2 separate regions of the Mus musculus genome follow, and region 2 is linked to region 1. Evidence: chromatin contacts called from public HiChIP or PLAC-seq data. All regions are on one chromosome and are shown on one strand. The core of a region is the stretch at or near the end of the contact, and the rest is flanking DNA. Distances in the headings are between cores, read along the strand shown.

Evidence for each region. HiChIP or PLAC-seq counts read pairs in DNA pulled down with a chosen protein or histone mark.
Region 2: a contact with region 1 is called in an H3K27ac HiChIP or PLAC-seq map of heart atrium, with 8 read pairs. The contact joins two enhancer-like sites. A contact is called at or near these places in 1 of 15 datasets of contacts at CTCF or cohesin (the NIH/3T3 cell line), 12 of 484 Hi-C or Micro-C datasets (the 3T3-L1 cell line, the C3H10T1/2 cell line, adipose-derived mesenchymal stem cells and 8 more) and 2 of 115 datasets of contacts at active chromatin or transcription factors (double positive thymocytes and heart atrium).

Annotation. Positions count from the first base shown.
Region 1 is chr1:38,198,971-38,202,043 of GRCm38.p6, reverse strand. All of the region lies in intron 15 of Aff3 (AF4/FMR2 family, member 3), which reads left to right. Among named protein-coding and RNA genes, the nearest start is that of Gm16150, 19 kb to the left of the region's middle. Within about 2 kb of position 1,618, at least 40 of the 459 cell types and tissues checked have an H3K27ac peak or open chromatin away from gene starts, as enhancers often do. A contact at or near this core is called in heart atrium, where this site is marked.
Region 2 is chr1:38,261,139-38,264,211 of GRCm38.p6, reverse strand. All of the region lies in intron 9 of Aff3 (AF4/FMR2 family, member 3), which reads left to right. Among named protein-coding and RNA genes, the nearest start is that of Gm16150, 43 kb to the right of the region's middle. Within about 2 kb of position 1,626, at least 76 of the 459 cell types and tissues checked have an H3K27ac peak or open chromatin away from gene starts, as enhancers often do. A contact at or near this core is called in heart atrium, where this site is marked.

The DNA.
Region 1 (3,073 bases), core at 369-2,868:
TGTTGGCAGGCCGTGTAGCTCTGGCTGTTGCCTGTGCTGGGACTGTTTGTTCTCTTAGGGATATGGTAGAATGAAATGGAAAAGCACTCTTCCACACCCCCCTGCATGGAGAGGAGTGTCCACTTACCCCCAAATGATTTGCAATCTCTGTTAGAAAAATAAACACACAACAGAAACAGCCACTGGCCTAAGAAAGCTGTGGGAAGAGTCTAAAAACTCGAAAGGCCAAGAACCAACATTGTCTCTCCCTTTAAGCCATGAAAATAGCTGTCCCTCGAGAGACCAAAGTCACCTAACATGCAAAATGTCTTACACACCCAGCTGCTATATACAAAGCACCTACTATGTGCCAGGTACAGGCAACAGCCAGGATATACTGATGAGTTCATTCTGTTATTCTCCAGAGTCAGAGGAGAGAAGCCCATGGTGGACCAATACAACCACCACTACTGTGACTATGGTCACACCTGCTCCTCTTCCCGCCCCTTCTCTTCCCTCTTAGTTCCTTATCTTAGTTCCCATCAGCTTTTCCTCTTCTTCCCCCTTCATGTGTACTCCCACATCCCCCGTTCTTCCTTCCCTTCTGTCATAATTAGTTCTAACTTGACACATCTGGGAAGAGGAAACCTCAGTTAAGCAACTGTCTCCATAAGAAATGGCCTGAGGCTATGTTTATGGGGCGTTCTCTTGAGTGTCCGTTGGTGTAGGAGCCCAGCCCACTATGGGCAGTACCATCCCTAGGCGAGTGATGCAAATAAACCCTTCCTGCCCTCCCCTTTCCCATTGGATTTTTTCCTCCTCTTTTCCTTCCCTCCTCTCACTTCCTTTTCCTCCTCTCTCACTTCCTTTTCTTCCTCTTTTACCTGACATTTTCTGCCCTGGCAGCTTCCTGGTCAAGAAGGTCCTCAGCCCCTTCCACTTTCTTTGGCTTATCTTCACTGGGGCATCAATGGGGCCTGAGATGAACAGAAAAGCTGCCAGGAGAAGAAAGGGAGGGTGCCAGATCATTAGGGCAGAGCCACTGAGAAGCTGATAGGAAACAACTAGAAAGATCCAAAAAGTAACAGGTGCCACACTCTGGCTTAGTTAGTTTGTTTCATTCCTTGATTTAGTTATTTACTTTGCAACCCAGTCACATCTTCCCCTCTCCCTCTCCTCTGGGTCCTGGCTCTCACCAGACCTCCTCCACCCTTCTCCCCTTCTCCACAGAGGGGGACGACTCCCCTGCACATAGCTTTTTTTAAAAAAGGAAATTCATCCTTTTGTATTATAAATACTGTTAATGGTTGAATAAACATACAATTCAGACAACTGAAGCCACCAGGCTGTCAAGAATGGGTGCTGAATAAATATAGCTGACTTATAAATACCTTTCCCAGGGGAGGGCCTGGATCTTTCCATCTTTCTTTCTTTTCCCATAAACTTGCATGAAAGAGCGCTTAGATTCATGCCTTCCACACCTCACTTCCTATGTTTCTTACCAATTAAGCAGCAGTTAGTGCTCTGAGGATGCAAATGAACTGAAGGGGTTAGCTCTTATTTTAGAACCTGAATCAAGGTCGGCTTGCTCTTGGTAAGCTGCAGGCGCAGACTAGCAGCAGTCTGACAGCCCCTCCTCCCCTGACATTCCACAAAAGCATGAAAAGCAGGGACAATTACTACTCCACAGCCTCAGGAGGAAGGTGGAAAACAGACTTTTCTTTGAAAAGACAGGATCCGAGAATTTATATCAAGGAGCGGCGGTGCTTGGTTCAACCCGCAGCTTAGATGCTGGTCTTATTAGTGCAAAGCAGCGAGCTGTGTATTATTTGGTGTTGTAATTAGTGACAGGGAGCTTTGGCCGGGGAGAATTGAGAGAGATATGGCATGGGAAGCCTCAGTCCAGAAATACTGAATTCATGGAGCTACATGGTGAAAGGCTTGGCTAGGAATGAAGCCCGGCTCCTGCCAGCCGTATTGCTGTGTTAGAAGCCAGTGGGGCTGGAGGCCAGCACTGCCTGCTGCTCTCTGAAGGATGTACTGTCCTCTGCCCGTATTTCCATGGAAGAGGCGGTCACGACCAGAGCACCCAGCCCATCTACCAAATGTCCCATCTGTCCCCATGATGCCAGGAGCAGAAGCAGAGCTAGCTATCCCTCCTGAGCTGAATGAGGGCTCCCTGGAACACGCAGTACTGAAGGCCGTGAGCATGGTAAGTGTGAATGGCAGGAAGGGACTGGGGCTTACCATGTGTAAGGTAATTACATGGCGCACTCTCCTAGCTAAAAGGATTTTAATTTTATAGAGGAAGGGAAGATTCCTGCATATGAGAGGGTGAATCTCCCACAGCATGACTTAATCAAAGGAAACAAGTAGAATGTCTGCATAGGCCCTATTGTCATAGGCAGGGCACTCTGGGGACCTTTCCACAGCACTGCTGTCCTGAGGGAGACCTTGCTGCAGCAAAGCTGGACCCCACCTTTTTGTTCTTAGGGAACTGTTTCCATTGCATATTCAGGTTGGGTCCCTACTTTATTCTGATGGATGGAAAAACAGAAAGGTCGGATGGAAGGAAAAGGATACATCCTTCTCTTACTGAAACCTTCAGGCCCTGCTAAAATCGATTGCTGAAACATCCAACGCAGAGAAGAACAGCAGTGAGATGGATGGTTTTCCATCTCAATAAAAGTTGCTTAAATGATTCAAACCTTGCCTGCCTTAGCCAGCACAGCCTGAGAAAGGTACTCTGAGTGGTGTCAGAAACGCATGCGGCGTAGGGTGCTTCCCCTCTGGAGACACCAAGTTCCAAGCTCCTTAGGATTCCAGTCAGTATCCATCAAAGAACAAAGCTGCGTAGGGATCTTTACTGCTTAAACACTGTCTAGCTGCTTCAACAGGGTGTGTGCAGACAGCAACACCTGGGAGCCCCAGTCTCCTAACATCCCCCACCAACAGTGATGACTGGAAGGGAGCAGGCGGGAGAACACTTGCCTGGCGTGCAGGAAGCTGAGTTTGTCACCCAGCTCTGTAAAGCTAGCACTACAAACAGCTTGTGTGTGAAAAGGAAACATTCAACCTCTTGCACCATCGGCCT
Region 2 (3,073 bases), core at 377-2,876, 62 kb before region 1:
ATAAATAATCACAGGGCGCTGTCTTAAATTGAGACCCGTTCCTACAGTTCCTACTAGTGTCCAGAAGCTGAGATGATCTTTGTCCTGCCTTTGTTGCCCATTACTAAATCCCAAACATTGAATGAATGACAGGAAAAAAAGTATAAGGCTCAATATCATAAAGCAACCATACATTCACATATAGCCTTGACTCGCTGAGGACTCTACACCATTCCTTACACACTCATCATGCCGAGCACTATTAGAATGTAAGTTCTGTAAGCCATCTCAGGCTGGAGTCCCCGAAGCCGAGAGACCGGATCTCCTCACTGTCCCCTCGCAAAGGCACCAGAATTGTACTTCTGTTTACTTGATAAGTTGGTTGTGACACCTTTGAAATGAAAGCAAGCTGTCATCAGACTGCTTCCACTCGGTGAGGTTCGAGCAGACCAGAGAACGACATTTCTTGTTTGGATGTGTATGTCACAGATTCCAATGTTTAGTTGTTCCCTGGGAAAATGTGAAGGAAACTGGGTGAAACAATATGTGGAGGCACCGTCAGCCTGATGGGTGTGGGGGGAGGAGGAACACACACGGGTGTCTGACCATTTAGTCAAAGTGGCCATCTCACCCTCTTGAGTCTGGGACGGTTTAGGAAGTGAGACTGAGCAAATTTCTAGGTAGAGTCATCACAGCTGAGGCAAGAGGAAAAGGACAAATGCTGGAGACTTTTGGCAAGCTGTAGCTGAGACAGTGTCAGCTGCAAGCACCATGACAAATCCGTAGCTCAGGGACAGCTATCGAGGGAGCAGCCATCCACACTGAACGGCGATGTCTGCCTGCAGCTCCGAGTAATCACATTATCCACACAGACTGGGCAGCCTTTTCGTTTTAATTATATAAGTGCATTTTTCTCTTTAAATGGGTGTAGTTTATCCACTTAAACTGACTGTTTTAACTTTACAGGCAGTGATCATTGGATTTAATCTGTAGAGGGGAATTTCTCTATTGGCCTAATTGATTTCTCAACACAATGAAGGAAAGTTACCTTTTAATCCCCAATCAATATTTGGAGAGCGTACAATTAATTTAATAGATATCTGTGTCATTAACATAAATCTGCAAGCTAAAGAGGCAATTATTTTCTTATTTATAATGCAGAGAGTAATAATCTTGTCTGTCAGGGAGAAGCTAAAACCTCATGCCTCTAGTATGTCCAGACTACAGGTGAGTCCCCGCTGAGTGCCGGATGAGACAAGAGCCATTGCGTTTCATGTGGTCTCTGTTGAAGTGGCAAACAACTAGTCACAGTTCTCAGCCCTGTCCCGTAGAGGCCTCTGAGGACTCATAGCAGTGTGGGGTAAACTATTAAAAGCAGATTTCTGTCCATCTCCCCCCAACCCTTGTTTTGTTTAATATGGCAACTTTGTAACAGAGAGCAGGGTTTTGAGAACACCAGAAGGGAAAAACCTTAAAGGCATTGACAGCGCATGTCACCCATCAGTGAGCTCTGACAGAATAACTGGGTGAAACGCAGCCCAGTTCCACTAGGTGTGTTTGTCTTCTCAGCCTTGGCTTGGTTGATGTGGAGGTTCTTGGGGCTGTGAAAATTTATTACACACAGAGTCAATCTGCATCCAGGCAGCCAAGTCGGAATAAATAGAGTCATTGTGCATGTCTGGGATCTGTGGCCAGAGTTCATCCAGTCAGCGTGACATTCGCATCTCGGGAGATTCATAAAAGCCAACACCCTGGTATGTGCTCTTGAATCCTGCCAAAACTGTGTAGAATTATATAAACAGGAGTTGAAGCAGTAATCAGGACCAGGTTTGGGGGGCGCAGCTCCAAAATCAAGTTTCTCTTTCATGAGAAATGAACTGTATAAGAGATGTTATTTGTATCCAAACAAGAGCTATGCAATTTTTGCATAAATCATTCTCAGAATAGTCTTAAATACCTACTAAGCTCCACAGACCCATGCAAGCTGCTGGCAAATTGCTTAAGATGAGTTACACATTAGTAATATTTGTTATGATAATTTAACCACAAAAACTTTAAGTAAATTTTCAGTGCCAGAAAGTACCTCATTTTCGAAGAACTATGCAAAAAACAAAAACAAAAACCTACATATTACATATTTTGAACGCAGCAGGAACACAGGCGATGAAAGAATAGTGGCTTGCATTTGGTTTTGTTTCTAGCCTTGTAATCATATACCTGAGTGCTCAATTTGATAGTTAGTTTCCCTTCTGAATGGAAACACAATAACTACAATTGGAGACACTTGCCTCTCAGAGCTTTGTTGAGCCTGTCTAGGAGTGAGCGCACATCTGAACTGTCAGTCACTATCAGCTCAGCAGGAGGGTGGCCTTGGTTATCAGCCCTAATTCCACCTTACAAACAAAATTTTATTCTCATCTCATATAAACATTTACAAAAGCCACGTGTGGGGGGTGGAGAGGGGGAGTCAAATTCTTCTCTTTCCATCTAATCAGCCGTAATTTCCAAAACTGATATGGGTGACTTAAACGTCACTGTCCACAAATGTGTGAAGCCCCGTGTGCTGTTCCCTGATGTTTAGAGGCTTTGGAGCTCAGGTGAGGTTTGTGTAAGCCTAAGCTGGAGAATATATGTTGGCAAACAGAAATCTGAAAAGTGAGAGATTTATATAAATTGTATAAAAATTAAAAGATGGTCCGATGAATATAAGAAAAAAATGATTAACACAGACAGGAAACCATGATCTTTGCTAAAATAGTATAGTTCACACAAGGAGCTTTTTTTTTTTTAACTAAGGCAAGGTTTTGTTAATATCAGATGTCAGTACCACCCTCCTGGATCCTCCATTTCGGGAACTCAGAGAGACAGAGCCGATGGACCAGTCTTCTCTGACCTAACTTTCAGCAGGACTGTCAGTTGGCAAGGAAAGTGGATTCCCCTCTCCAGAGAACATTCCTTTAACTGGGAGGGGTGACCCTCTGTCCTGTGACTCTGATGATGTGGAGTTTGGGGGGGTTGTTTGTTTTCTTCATTAGTTTCTCAGGAAGTGTCAGCGTTTAGAGTGTCCTTGGTCGGTGTGTGCTATCATGTCTCT